Linked DNA regions of Sus scrofa: region 1 is linked to region 2. Evidence: chromatin contacts called from public promoter capture Hi-C data. All regions are on one chromosome and are shown on one strand. The core of a region is the stretch at or near the end of the contact, and the rest is flanking DNA. Distances in the headings are between cores, read along the strand shown.

The links. Promoter capture Hi-C pulls out the DNA fragments that hold promoters and counts their contacts.
Region 1: a promoter capture Hi-C map of fetal liver shows a contact between it and region 2, with 4 times the contacts expected there. The contact joins the promoter of CMSS1 here to the promoter of TBC1D23 in region 2. A contact is called at or near these places in 3 of 5 promoter capture datasets (fetal liver, liver and skeletal muscle), 1 of 47 Hi-C or Micro-C datasets (blood) and 2 of 2 datasets of contacts at active chromatin or transcription factors (alveolar macrophages and skeletal muscle).

Annotation. Positions count from the first base shown.
Region 1 is chr13:159,187,874-159,194,755 of Sscrofa11.1, forward strand. CMSS1 (protein CMSS1) reads right to left here and starts at 4,253. Exons shown (of 10, transcript XM_021071314.1): 1 at 4,053-4,253. The coding sequence starts at 4,116.
Region 2 is chr13:158,724,436-158,732,209 of Sscrofa11.1, forward strand. It overlaps TBC1D23 (TBC1 domain family member 23), which reads right to left and starts at 4,850. Exons shown (of 19, transcript XM_021071307.1): 1 at 4,579-4,850. The coding sequence starts at 4,631.

The DNA of each region.
Region 1 (6,882 bases), core at 3,003-5,502, 460 kb after region 2:
ACAACACCAAGTCCTTAACCACCATGCCACCAAGGAATTCCACGGACTGTTATTTTAGAGATAAGATTCCTATCACTAATAATTAGAATAATTAACTTGGAGAAAGTGCAGAGACTAGTTTCTGATTGTCTATCTATGAATCAGCTTCTCCACTTATCAACTGAATAATATTGGGCAAATCACTTAACCACTTAGTGCGTCAATTTTCTCATCTATAAACTAGGGATAATAGTAACTATATCATGGTGTACCTGTGAAGATTAAATGAGCCAATGCACGAAAAGCAATCAAAACAGAATCACCACTCTACAAATACAAATTACTATTGTGACCGGCAGTCTCCCTGCGCTATACACAAAAGTATCGTCACACTTCAGTTTTCTAGTTAGATGCTTGGAAAAGATGGCACCAATGATTTAGAATAAGTTTGGAAAGCGTATGAAAACCCTCAAAAGAAGTAGAGGCTCAGAGTTTTGAAGAATGGTATCTGGATGGGATGAGAAATTATGTCTACCTATGTATATGACACCAAAAGCCCTGCAGCATGCATTTACTCATTCAGCTAATATCTATCAAACACCAACTAAGTACCAGGTCCATTTTGGGCTCCCGTAAAATGTAGGATTCTAGTACAGGCATATCTCAGAGATTTTTTGGTTTGGCTCCATTTCAGACCACTATCAATAAAGCGAATACCACAATAAAACAAGTCACATGAATTTTTTGGTTTCCCAATGCACACACAAAAAAGTTATATTTACACTATATTGTACTCTATTGAGTGTGTAATAGCACTACACATAAAAAGAGTACATACCTTAATTAAAAAATAATTTATTGCTAAAAAATACTAACCAAGAGGGTCACCACAGACCTTCAATTTGTTTGTTTCTTTTGTCTTTTTGCTATTTCTTGAGCTGCTTCCCAGGCTAGGGGTCTAATCAGAGCTATAGACGCCGGCCTACACCAGAGCCACAGCAACTCGGGATCCGAGCTGCGTCTGTAACCTACACCACAGCTCACGGCAACACCGGATCCTTAACCCACTGAGCGAGGCTGGGGTAGAACCCGAAACCTCATGGTTCCTAGTCAGATTCGTTAATGACTTCGCCACGACGGGGACGCCAGACCTTTAATTTGTTAAAAAAAAAAAAAAAAAAAAAACAGTATCTGCGAAGCACAATAAAGTGAAGTGCAATAAAGTAAGAAATGCCTGTAGAAAAACTATAAGTCTTGAAAAGCCACAGATATGTACAAAAGGGTCACATGTAGAATAAGAGTAAACCTTTAGAGTTTACATAAAGAGTAAACCTTTATGTAACTGGTTTCTAAGTTACATACCACATCTAAAAAGTCATGAAAACAGCCAAAACATAGTTCATTTTCCTGACAAAAAAAGCTGGATAAGTGTCATACCCAGTGTGTCAGTGTTTGGTCATCCATGTATTTGTATAGTTTATCCTTAGAAAATTGGTACAAGAATTTATAACTACAAATGTCAGGCCTTTGTTGTAGAAAGATGTAGACTGTTGAATAAATGACTAAAATGCTCCATCACCTTGCCACCATAAGCATGTACTGGGAACAGGTGATAAGGAAAAATTTTTTACCTATAAGCAGGTAGCATAGCAGGCAACAGGAATAAAGGCATTACTACCATGATTTTTCCCTTCTCTGATGTAAGGCACTATTTCTCCTTTGACTTTCAAAACAAAATATAATTCACATATTTTAGCTGATCTTTCCCCATTAACCTAAGTAGAATCAGAAAACATGAATTGGTACAACTGTGATTTCTTCCAAATTCGAGAGGTTATATAGGTTAGACAAATCACCAAGTAAATAATCAATCAAGCAGATCTCAAGGAAGTGTATGTACTCACCTACCTTCAAAGGAGTTAACAAAGCAAAACCCCTCAATAAATTTAATGTTAGCAATTTTCAAAGCTCAGTCTTACAACTAGAATGAACCCAAGAAGTAGGGTGAACCTGGGGACTCCAACATATCTTGATGGGAATTCCGGCAACTTAGATGAAAAAGGCTGTAGCACTTTATCATTCTAACTAGATTCAATGTTTAAAACCGTAGGTTGGTAAAATCCTTAAAAAGATGATCTCTAAGGATCCCTCATTTTACAGATTATGATACTGAGGACCAGAGAAGCCACATAGTAATAATGGGAAAAGTGTGACTTCGAAAGTCAGGTGCACTTTACTATCCTCTTCCCAGATCTCTCCCTTGCTGTATGTTCCTAAGTACATTAAATTTTCTGTTTCTCATTATAAAAATGAAAGTAACCTTACCTTTTAAGCATGTTATGAAGATAAAATGAATTCATATTTAAGAAAACATCTGACACATTGTACATACTCAATATATGTTCATTTTCTTCTACCCAAAGGGTGACTAACTTTAGAGACATATAGGTGGTGAGGGGCAAGAAACAGAACTAGGACCAAGAATCACGATCCCCTTCACCACTCAAAGGGAATTCAACTATTTCTTTCTTTCTTTCTTTTTTTTTTGGTCTTTTCTAGGGCTGCACCTGCAGCATATGGAGGTTACCAGGCTAGAGGTCCAATGGGAGCCAACGCCACAGCCACGGCAATTTGGGATCTGATCCAAGTCTGCAACCTACAACACAGCTCACGGCAACGCTGGATCCTTAACCCACTGAGCAAGGCCAGGGATCAAACCCGAAACCTCAGGGTTCCTAGTTGGACTCATTAATCACTGAGCCACGACAGGAACTTCTCAACTATTTCTTAATTGGCCTCTATCCTTGAATCATACCATAAAATACAGCTTTTAACACCTTAGTTACAGGGGGCAGAGGTTATTAAAGTAAAAGTGAAATACCACAGCCTTAAAAGAAAGGCATTTGTACCTTCAAGAAGAAGCATACATTTGCTAGAAACAGAGCAACAAAGAGGAAGTTTAATCAAGGAAGTATCACACTGGCAACATTTAAAAAAAAGACATTTGCTTAGTCTGTACCTGAAGCCTGCCCTTCTGGAAACAATGCTGTAGCAGAATTTTGTCTTTAATGGATATTTCTCAACTCATATTTCAAGACTAACGTTTGCAGCAAATATGTATCAACTGTCAATCATGTGCACAGTCCTGTGGACTTTACAGACATGATCAGGTTTTTGCTTTGTTCTAATAAATATTATAATCTAATAAGGAAAGAGGCCAACTTTGAAGGATGATTTAAAAAACAAAAACTGTACATTAAGCCATGGGACTTGAAAGTTCAAGGCCAGCCTGTGGTGAGGAGTTACTTAAGGTGACTCAAGGATAAAATGTTCACTGAATTGGCAGCCAGTACACATAGAATAATAAACATTGTCCAAATTGTATCAACTGAATTCTAGTCTTGTTTCTGACACCAACTAGCTTTAGGATCTTGTCAGGTTACTTGACATCTTTAGGTTTCACGTTCCTTATCTCTCAACTGGGAGAGTCCAAGTGAATCTCTAAGTCTCCTTTAGGCCAAATAATCCAAATTACATGATGATGATAGCAAGAAAAAGTAAAGTTTTTATTTACCTCGTACAAATGGTGCCAAAGTGCACCATTTGTATTATCTTCATTTAAACTTCGCAACAATCTTACGCAATTACCATTATTATCCTTATTTTACAGATGAAGAAAAGGAAGCGAAATAGTATTAGAGGCCTGGAGTCGCGATGTGAACATAAGCAAATTGGACCTAATCTAGGAATTAACCCTTAACCACTAAGCCTAAACTCCCTGTCTCCGCGAAAACTGTCATATCTATTAAGAAACAGGAAAACGAAAAGCAAAAGCTGCTTGGGAAGGGTTTTTTCCCAAATGGAAGGCAGGTCTGAGTTACTGTCACACTTGTCTGTCTCACGTGTTAGTAAATCTCCCACACCACTTGCTCCGTGACGATAGGGTGTTCCCTCAGCGGTGCGCACCTCGGCGGGGCAGAACCCGGCGACCGCCAGAGGCTGGCGGGGGCTGAAGTGCAAAGAAGGGCTGGGGGGTGGGGGAGGCCCCGCAGCAACGCGGGCACAGTGGGTACCTGGGCTGCTGGCTGCTCTTGCTGGCTGGTTCTCCCACCACTCATCTCCAAGATCGTCTGCCATCTTCACGCAGAACTCAACGTGGAAGGACCACTAGCGAAAAGCAGCTGCTGGTTGGGACTCACGCCGCCTCAGAGGCAGGCAGCCGGCGTTGCAGCACGCGGAGTCTCTCCTCAGGCACCGTCGCCTCCGCCCCGCGGCGATGACGTCACAACCTCCGCCCCGCCTCCTCAGCAGCTGCGCCCAACTCGTCGCAGTTTCTACTTGTGCTCATGGGCGGGTTCAGTCTGGAGACTCAAAATAACCCCCCTCCCACAAAAGCAAAAAGAAAAGAAGGTATGTAAACAAAGGAAGTTTTATCATCCGTTTAAATGCTTCTTTTAGAACTTTCTGTTTAAATTTTATTTTTGCTGAATGGATATTGTCGAAAGTGTGAGACGGAATGCTAAGATAATTTTTCTCAGTTAGGTTTCAAAGAAGTTGAGGCGCGGGAGAAGGCCGGAGCACGTGGATGTGTTTTCGTTGGTGTGTGGGTATTGGGACATCCGTGTGTTTGTATTGTTTGCTTTTAGGAAATGTGCACAACTCATGACCATGAATTTTGGACCTTTGTTGTAGATAAAGGTAATGCTTTTTTCAAACGATATGAGTGAAGAAAATGTCGACTTGTCCAGAAGGGCGTGCCCACAGTCGCACCCAAGAAGTCCCTAACTTTACAAGTTGATGACTTCCCCACCCCCTCCCCTTCTGTTGCTCCCCGTCCCGTCATTGTGAAACGAATAATAAGGGAGCTCTTTTCTGCCCAAGTAGAGGTAAGTAAGAGACCTACAGTTCTTGTCTCACTACTTGAAATGGCAGAGATGGGCAGAGAAAGCACGCTTGGTGCCGAGTGGTAGGGCCAGCTGTAAAGTAAGTATGTAGACGGTACTTTTCAGGACAGCATTGGTACACTGAGGTGAAAGTCATACAAAAATGTATTGAATACACGATGCTTGGAATACTGGTTTAAGAATGAGTAGGGGGGAGTACCCCTTTTGGCTCATGGAAGTGAACCGGGCTCATGTCCATGATGGTTCGAGTCAGATCCCTGGCCCCACTCAGTGGGTTAAGGATCCAGCGTTGCCTGAGCTGTCGGATCTGGCGTTTCTGTGGCTGTGGCATAGGCTGGCAACTGTAAATCTGATCTGAACCCTAGCTTGGGAACTTACATATGCCACACTGCAGCCCTTAAAAAAAAAAAAATGAGGCTCATCGGATTCCCCAATAATATCCATGAGTATGCCGGTTAAGCCCTGGCCTCTCTCAGTGGGTTAAGGGTCCCACCTTACATCAAGCTGGATCTGTGTCTGTTGGGTAGGCTGGCAGCTGCAGCTCGATTCAGCCCCTAGCCTTGGAAATTCCATATGTGCAGAAGTAAAAAGGAAAAAGTAAATAAAAAAACAGCGGGATCCTTAATCTGCTGGGCCACAAGAGAACTTCATATCCTACTATGGAGGAGTTCCCTTGTGGCCCAACGGATTAAGGATCTCGCTGTTGTTGCTGCAGCGGCTTGAATTGCTCCTGTGGCAGGGGTTCAGTCCCTGGTCCTGGGAACTTCCATGGGTGCAGATGGGACGAAAATAAAATAAAATAAAGATGAGTGGATATGATCCCACCTTCTGTATGTCATCAACTTCAGTAGAGGAGATTCAGCTTGTAAGAATAAAGGTCTAAACTAATGATAAGGCTACATCTTCATTAATGATAGGACCAGAACTCTTAATCTGATGAGGATTCATATGTTGAAAACTGCCCCAAAGCCACCCAATATGTGACTTATAAATGCATTACTAATTAGACTTTATTGGTATGCCATAAGTGCCCTAAAAGGGAAAATGTTAGATGTAAATGTGGCAAATGTTAAATAATCTGTAACCGTTGAAAGTAATGTGTATTTCAGGAGGAAATGTAAATGGCAGAAGATTATAATGGTTGATTGAAAAGTTAGATAAATACCGATGTGAAAGAGAAAGTGCTATGACGGATAAGAATATGAAAAGATGCTCTGTGTCATTATTAATCTGAGAAATGCAAAAAAGACTACAATGAGATGCTGTTTGTCATTCGGCAAATTGACACAATTAAGAAGTCTGGCAGTACCAAATTCTGGAGAGTATGTTCATCAATGGGAATTCTTAAACATTACTGCCTTGAGTGTAAATTGGTACAGCCACTTAGAAAAGCAATATGGCAAAATCCTCTAAAGGTCAACATACACACCTTATTATCCAGCAATTTTCACTCCTAACTATGTACATTTGGGAAACTTTTGCATTTGTGTGCCAAGAAACTATAAAAGAATATTCACAGCAACAATTTTAATAATAGCAAAAAAGTGGGAACAAACCAAATGTTTTATATAGGAAAATGGATAACTAAATTATTGTATAGCCACACAATTAAGCAGTGTAAATGAATGAACACACGTAATAACATGGATATATTTTGGAAATGTAATGGTTAATTTAAAAAACTCAAGGCCCCGATACTATTTTATAAAGTTCAAGTATAAGGAAAACTAAAATTGTTTAGGCAAAAAAATACATATATTGTTTTAAGGTAAGAAAATGGTAAGCATAAAATTCAGGATATGGATTGGTGGGGGAGAGGAGTGTTAAGGGAGATGGGATTAGAAAGAACAAAGGTAAATAAATTATTGGTAAAGGTATAATTCAGATAGAGTGGATGTACATTTAAATATGCTTTATAACTTATAGGTATGTTAATGTATTTTTGTGGTATCCAATAACATTTATTTGTATAATTTAAAATAAAGGGATTTCCTGTCGT
Region 2 (7,774 bases), core at 3,600-6,099:
ATTACATCTTTCAAAACAGTTTACGATAGAGTACAGGATTAGCATATTTTTAACTGGGCTCTCTCTAGCTGTCTGTTAAAGTTATTTGATAACTACACGACATATAGGCAATCAACTTTAGAAAGAGCTCAGGGCTTCAACAGCCATGAGTTTAAGTCCCAGACTTTCTACTAACTGGGTCTCTTTTCTAACCTTCCTAAGCCTTTTCCCTCATCAAAAAAGCCTTTTCTCTCAACAAAAAAAAAAAAAAACAAAAATTCATAATTTCCCTTTCTCGTAGAATTGTTTTAAGAGCCAAAATGAGATAGTATATATAAGCATTATATAAAGGATAAAGCTCTATGCAAATATATAGCATTTTCTTGAAGTTTCTCACTGAAATATTAAATAGCACCATAGCTACTAGGTTTTTTTGGGGTTTTTTTTTTTTTTTTATTTGTCTTTATGCCATTTCTTGGGCCGCTCCCGTGGCATATGGAGGTTCCCAGGCTAGGGGTTGAATCAGAGCTGTAGCTGCCAGCCTACGCCAGAGTCACAGCAACGCCGATCCGAGGCGAGTCTGCAACCTATACCACAGCTCACTGCAACGCTGGATCCTTAACCCACTGAGCAAGGCCAGGGATCGAATCCACAACCTCATGGTTCCTAATTGGATTTGTTAACCACTGAGCCACGACAGGAACTCCTGGATCAGGTTTTAAATGTTTCAATTTTTTTCTAAAGTATTGTATAGCATCCTGAATACAACCAGTATTTAGTTAATGTTTGCTGAAAGAGTTAGGAATGCTTTCCTAACCTGTTTTGCTTTTTGATACATGTGGGGGGGGGGCACTGTCTTTGGTTTATACCAAGTAGAATCCACATTTCACCATAAGCAGCAGAAATGATTTGCCAAGCAGCCATTATCAATTCTGTTCAGAAGACACCTACTCATGAATTGGCTGTGTATTGCAGTACACTTAACTGGTGCTTCACAATTACTTGAATTGCCACACTGTACCTAAATAGAGAATGCACCTGTACTCTCAGCAGTAACTACAAATAAATGGAAATAAATTAACCCAATACATTTCTTCACTATGCAAAAAAATTACTAACTCTTACCTGTGAATATTAGAATATCCACAGGAATAAAATCCTAGAAGTGAATTATTATTTGGGAATTACCTCCAAAGACAGTAAAATCTGAATTACAACATTATAGCATAAACAAAATAAGTCTTCATAATTTCTATTTTTTGTCTGCCCTCTACCTACAGTTTACAAAATGAAACAGTGTCATTTAAAAACCCGTAATTTGGAGTTTCTGTTATGGCTCAGCAGGTTAAGAACCCAACAGAGTGTCTGTGAGGATTTGGGTTGGATGGATCCCTGGCCTCACCCAGTGGGTTAAGGATCTGGCGTTGCTGTGAGCTGTGTCATTGGTAACAGACACGGCTCAGTTCCCACATTGCTGTGGCTGTGGTGTAGGCGGGCAGCTGCAGCTCTGATTTCAACCCCTAGCGGGAGAACTTCCATATGCCACAGGTCTTAAAAAGTCCTTAAAAAAAAAAAAAAAAAAAAAGAAAAGAAAAAGAAAAAGAAAGAAAGAAACGAAAGAAAGAAAAGAAAAAAAGAACCCTAACTCAAGTCAATACAGTTCATTTTCTCTTCATTTTCTGTAAGGTAATATTTAGTCCTCCTAGAACTACAAGCTGTCAATATTCTTAAGGAGTGGGTTTCATCCTCTTTCATATTAAATGTATTTCCTGTATATCATGTCTGAAACTGCAATCACCTACTCCTAAAGTGATATATTTTAAATCTCTATTTCAATGCTTATAAGATGGAAGCACTGAGAGTACTGTTTACAAAGTGCACAAAACTTTGAAAAAGACCCCATTATTCTCAAAACAATTCCTATTCACATCTCAAATTAATAGAAGCTTCTTTATGGAACTGATATTCCTACAATTTTAGGGAAAGTTTAGAAGCAATTTAAGAAGACTTGTACAAAAATTTTTAACTAAGCAAATTCAAAATACAAACAGTTGCACAATTAATGTGTATAGCAAAAAAAATTTTTTAAATCATGACTTTAAATCTTAAGGAATTATTTCAGAAAGGAAAGCCTCAGAAAATCAAAGCGTATATTCAATTCCCAAAGCTGGTTTCTTCAATACCAAGAATAATGAACTCTGAATTGCATTAATTTATTTTCAAACCTGTAGCTTACATTAACTTTTTAATTAAATTTAAATCATTTCAAACTGTAATATTTTTACAAGAATTTTTCCATGCCCTCTGAGCCTACAAGCTGAAAGCTTACACTTTCATATAGTTTAAGAGCTGAGGCAGTTTCTGATAACCTTGGCTTTCCATTTAAAAAAAATGACCATGACCATTACACCAGCAGACAATTACACAACTCACAAAAACAGTGGAGTAAGAGAATGTATATGAAATGACAACTTGGTATGTTATTGCACAGGATATTACAGAAGTCTATTCATTCACGAACACATCCAGACAATAAACATTTACTGAGCGACCTGCTAACAGCCACTGCCCATGAAAGGTAGTTCACTATCTAAAGAGCAATGATAAATCATGAAATCAAACAAATTTTACAGCATAAGTATGTAATACATATATAAATGTGTTTGTTGATTTAATATAACATATAGTATAGAGAGATAAATTTCTCTGACCAATTCATTCTGTGACATACATTATCTAGAACCCTGATAACTAGAGTAGGGTCCATGAACCAGAAATGTCATCACCCAGGAGCTAGTCAGTCAGTCCCAAGAAAATCTACTGAATCCGAATCTTCATTTTAACAAGATCTCCAGGTAATCCCAATGCACATTTAAATTATGAGAAGCACTTATCTAGAACATAATTACAATGATTATGTTGAAATGTTTCTTTTTAGTTTTTAATGTAGTTCCTAGAAAATTTTAAATTACATATGTGGCTCACATTACACTTCTATTGAAAAGTGCTGGCCTAAATCCTACTCATTTTTTCAAGGCCTAATTCAAACATGTCTGCCTCATGAAGTTTACCCCAAGAACTACAAGTCGACTTGGTTTCTGTCTCCCTGAACACTCATAATATTTTCATTCACATTTCCAAAGAACCCAAACAATTCTACCTCCTTAGCAAGTGTATCTGTTACAGCTCCTTAACTCCAAGATAAGCAAACTTAGAAAATAAACTATATCTAACTATACCTAACTATAAGTTTTCATCCACCTTGGAGAGTGCATGTACTAAGGCGATGCTTGCTATCTGCCAAATGAGAGGTGAATTTCTCAATTATTACAATATCTATCCCTCTCAATGACTTACACTTCTTTTACAAATGTCCAGGATTATTTTTAGGCAGAGAGAGTGCCAGTGAGCTGTATATGTATAATAGAAGCAAGCAAATCTAAAACTATCTAATACATGCTGTCAATACACTTAAATCCATTTTAAGTAAGTAAAAACTCGACAAGCTTCTAAAGGTTTTGCTTTTTTAAAATGACGTTAGCTTTAAAAGTGTTTTGGGAAGATTTCAAAAGTAGCAGACTTTTCCAGAGATTAACGACACTCTGTGACTAAAGTCTACCAAAAAATTGCTGGACGGAGTTCCCGTCGTGGCTCAGCGGTTAACAAATCCAACTAGGAACCATGAGGTTGAGGGTTCGATCCCTGGCCTTGCTCAGTGGGTTAAGGATCCGGCGTTGCCATGAGCTGTGGTGTAGGTCGCAGACGTGGCTTGGATCCCACGTTGCTGTGGCTCTGATGTAGGCCGGTGGCTACAGCTCCGATTCAACCCCTAGCCTGGGAACCTCCATATGCCGCGGGAGCGGCCCCAAAAAATGGCAAAAAGAAAAAAAAAAAAAGAAAAAAAAATTGCTGGAGGTCCTCATCACAACCCCCAGTATAAATCGGGTAAGCATGAAAAGGCCTGGGCGGAGCAAGAGCGATGTCCTACATCGCAACCCAAGCTCTGAAATCGAGCTGTAGGGAAAGTGGTAGGAAGGGAAAAAACTTGTGTGAAAGAGAAGATAGAAACTACTGGAACGTAAAATGAGAAATAAAAACTAGGACAAAAAATACCTCAATTATGTATGAGGGATCCTCCCTAGGTGTATTTCTCAACCTCTGAACCCTCGGGCAAAGGTCGGGTTAGCAATTTCAAGTGGTCTTTTCTTCAAGTATTCAGGTGCCTCAGATCTCCATACGCTAAACTTCTCTCCTAACCAGCCTAATGTAACTCTTCGGAGGCAGGAACTACGGCCAAACCAAGCCCTGAAGCCACATATCTCCAACATGTTTTGGAAAGCGGTGGATGAAAATGGAAGGCTGAAGTGAGGCCCAGCTCCTGGACGACACTCCCCTCCCTACGAGTCCGGCCTGAGACCCCTGGGCACGACAGGACTGCCAGAGGGGACCCGGCGGGCAGAGGGGGCGGGGCAGGGCGCCGGACTCGCAGGACTGGTCTTCCCGTTCCATACCGGCGCCTGCTGGTTCCTCGGGGACCGGCAAGGTGGTGACAAGGAAGAATAGAGGGGCAGTGCGAACCAGCCCAGGGCTTTCACTCACCAGCCGTCGCCGCTCGACGTTGGCGGTGGCGGGACCTCTTCTCCTTCCGCCATTGCTATTGACGTCCACGTCACTTTGCCGAAAAGTGGACCCGGCGCCGAGACCGACTGAAACCCAATGTCGCAAAAGGGCCTCGGAAGTCTGGGACTGAGCTTCTGGATGAGGGAAAGGAAGACTGGAGGAACTCAACGTCACGACGTCCCGAGGGCGAAAGGCAGCTTGGAGGAGGAGACTCGGTGAGGTGCTGCCCCGCCAAAGACTACGTGTCCCAGGATGCCGCAGGGCCTGGGCCGTGCGCAGTGGGCGGGGCTTGGTGAGGGCCTGCGCCCCAGTAGGAGGCCTTGTGAGCGTCGCTTCTTGGCGTCCAGTTAGCGTCTTCGTTCCGTCTTGGCGTCCTACTTGAAGTCAGATTTGAGAGGCCTAGAGAGTGGGGAGAGGAGGCGAGGTGAGAAGTCCACAGGGACGGTGGAGATAGGAGAGTCATATATGAACTATTTCCTAGAGTAACAGTTGTGTTTGAGGAGAGAGTGGGATGTGAGGAAAAGTCACAACCACCCCTCTTTGTGGGGTACGGTCACACGTACAAATGGTGACCACATACTTGATGTCTGAATAGAAGTCGTATTAAAAAAAAAAAAAAAAAAAAAGCGCTAAACAGTAAAGGAAATCTGCTCCAGCCGCCCACCTTTGTAAACATACCTTTCTAATATGGAAGATCAAGTCCAAATTTAGAATTCCGGAACTCTGTGGAGTTGCAGGCAGGGATCACTGCCACGTTTCTTCTCTTCCCGCGCCACTTCCCCCTTCACTCCAAATGAGAGGACACCACGGCCTCCACATCCAAGCTCAGTCCACACCATCACCACCAAAGCACCAGCTCTTTGTTTCCTCTTGACCACCCCTGGGCCTAACAGTAGACATGAGTTCAGGAGGTTGGACCTAGGGAGATGCTTTTGCAAATCCTGGACCCAATGCTCTTGAAATAGAGCCACATGTATCAATATAGATAATCTGGAAAATATGATGTTAAAAGAACAGAACAGACTGCAGAAGGGCAGATAAAGTACAGTGTCATATTGGGTGTTAAAAATAGGCAACATGGGAGTTCCTACTGTGGCTCAGTGGTAACCAACCCCACTGGTATCCATGAGGAAGTGAGTTCAATCCCTGGCCTTGCTCAGTGGATTAAGGATCTGGTGCTGCCATGAGCTGTGGTGTAGGTAGTAGACATGGCTCAGATCTGGTGTTGCTGTGGCTGTGGTGTAGGCCAGAGGCTACAGCTCTGATTGGCTCCTAGCCTGGGAATTTCCACATGCCTGGGGTGCAGCCCTTAAAAAAAAAAAAAGGGCAGCACAATGTATTTATTAATAGATGCATATATGCTTTTTAGAAATGCACCAGAATGATATATTAGAAAAATCGGAAGGGCAGTTCTCAAGGATAAACACAGCCAGACATTAGTTAAAGCAGCAAAACAGTTTGACAGTAGGGGAAAGGACTGAGCTCCATCCTGATTTGTTCAGAGATGATTAGGGGTTTTAAAGGGAGAATGAGCCAGCAGGGAGATCGGGACTCATTAGAGTTAGATAAGTGAAAAATGACAAAGCCTTGGTCAGTGTAATTGTGTCTAGGCCAGCTGTATCTGCTAGCTGGCAATTTTTGAGTTTAGGATTTTTCCCTCCCACAGAAACTGGGAGGCAGAGATCCTGTCCTTCCTGATGATTGAATACATTTCAAAGGAATAGCTCTCAGGTCCTTGAGAAGGACACTTCTAAGTTCAAGATACATATTCACAATTGCAAGCTCTTCCTAGTAAACACACCAGGAGAGGTCAGTATTTTTCATCAGGTGTTGGCTAGGTCAAACAGTAAATTCTCCAAGCAGACAATGAGCTTTCTCAATCAGGTCTTTAATGAGATTCAGTAGGGACTAGGGTCATTTTAGGGACACAGCCTTAAGTTGCTAAAAACCATGCTAGAATTTGATCAAGTCTCAGTGCACGGGTTCGGACAGAGTTGTTATGTGCTGGAAAGTTCTGCAGTTCTCACAATTACATCTGTGGGAGGGGAGGAAATGGCTTCAATTACGTTTTTAATATTGTGTTTCTAAAGAGCTGAGAAGTGGCTATGTATGTTCAGTATTTATAGAGTCAACACTTTGGAATCTAAAATGTTTCATAATTTTAAAAACTATTTGACTAAATAAGCACAAAGCATAGTACAGCTCTTTCATTTACAACCAAAAGTATGTTCATTCTCTTCCAAAGGGGAGATAATACAGAGCCACATTATCACACCCACTTCTGAGCCCAGGATCTCTGCATGATGTTCAAGCCCTCTCCGGGGAAAATTTCTTTTAACATGGAATGAGAGTTCAGATGACAGCTTCAAAAAGAATAAAAGGCATGAATCTAGGTCAAATTACCATCCTGATATTCAGGACCTCTGCTGGATCCCTTCAGTTGCTGTCAGTGGGTTTTCAGAAGCTTTTCTAAAATGGTTTTTAAAACTATTAAGTCAGGAGTTCCCGTCGTGGCGCAGCGGAAACAAATCCAACTAGGAACCATGAGGTTTCGAGTTCGATCCCTGGCCTCGCTCAATGGGTTAAGGATCCAGCATTGCCGTGAGCTGTGGTGTAGGTTGCAGATTTAGCTCGGATCTGGCGTTGCTGTGGCTGTGGAGTAGGCCTGTGGCTACAGTCCGATTAGACCCCTAGCCTGGGAACCTCCATATGCCGTGGGTGCAGCCCTGAAAAAGACAAAAAGACAAAAAAACAAAAACAAACTATTAAGTCAGTGACATGACAAGCAGTTGTTCATTGGTTAAGGTGATTCTAACCCTCAATTGTAATTCATTCAAAGTGTAATTAAACCAGTGACTGCTTTATACTCCATGTGGTAAAAATATTATTCCATTAAAAATATATTACTTGACATTTTCAAGCAGTTCTTCCTTTTCCAGAAGTAAAGTAGAACCTTCCGACTTTCATTCTCTTTAGTAGGGACAGGGTCAGCTCCATATGGCTTGCAACCTGTGGAACAACACAAGATACCGTGCTTAAAAAGGGCCCTGAACTTGGTTTAGTGCTCTGCTATTGCTGTCTTGAAATTTCTTAGTAATTTTGGAACAGCCCCTCATTTTTTTTGCACAACCCCCCCACACACAAATTATGTAGCCATTCTTAGATAGGGTCACTC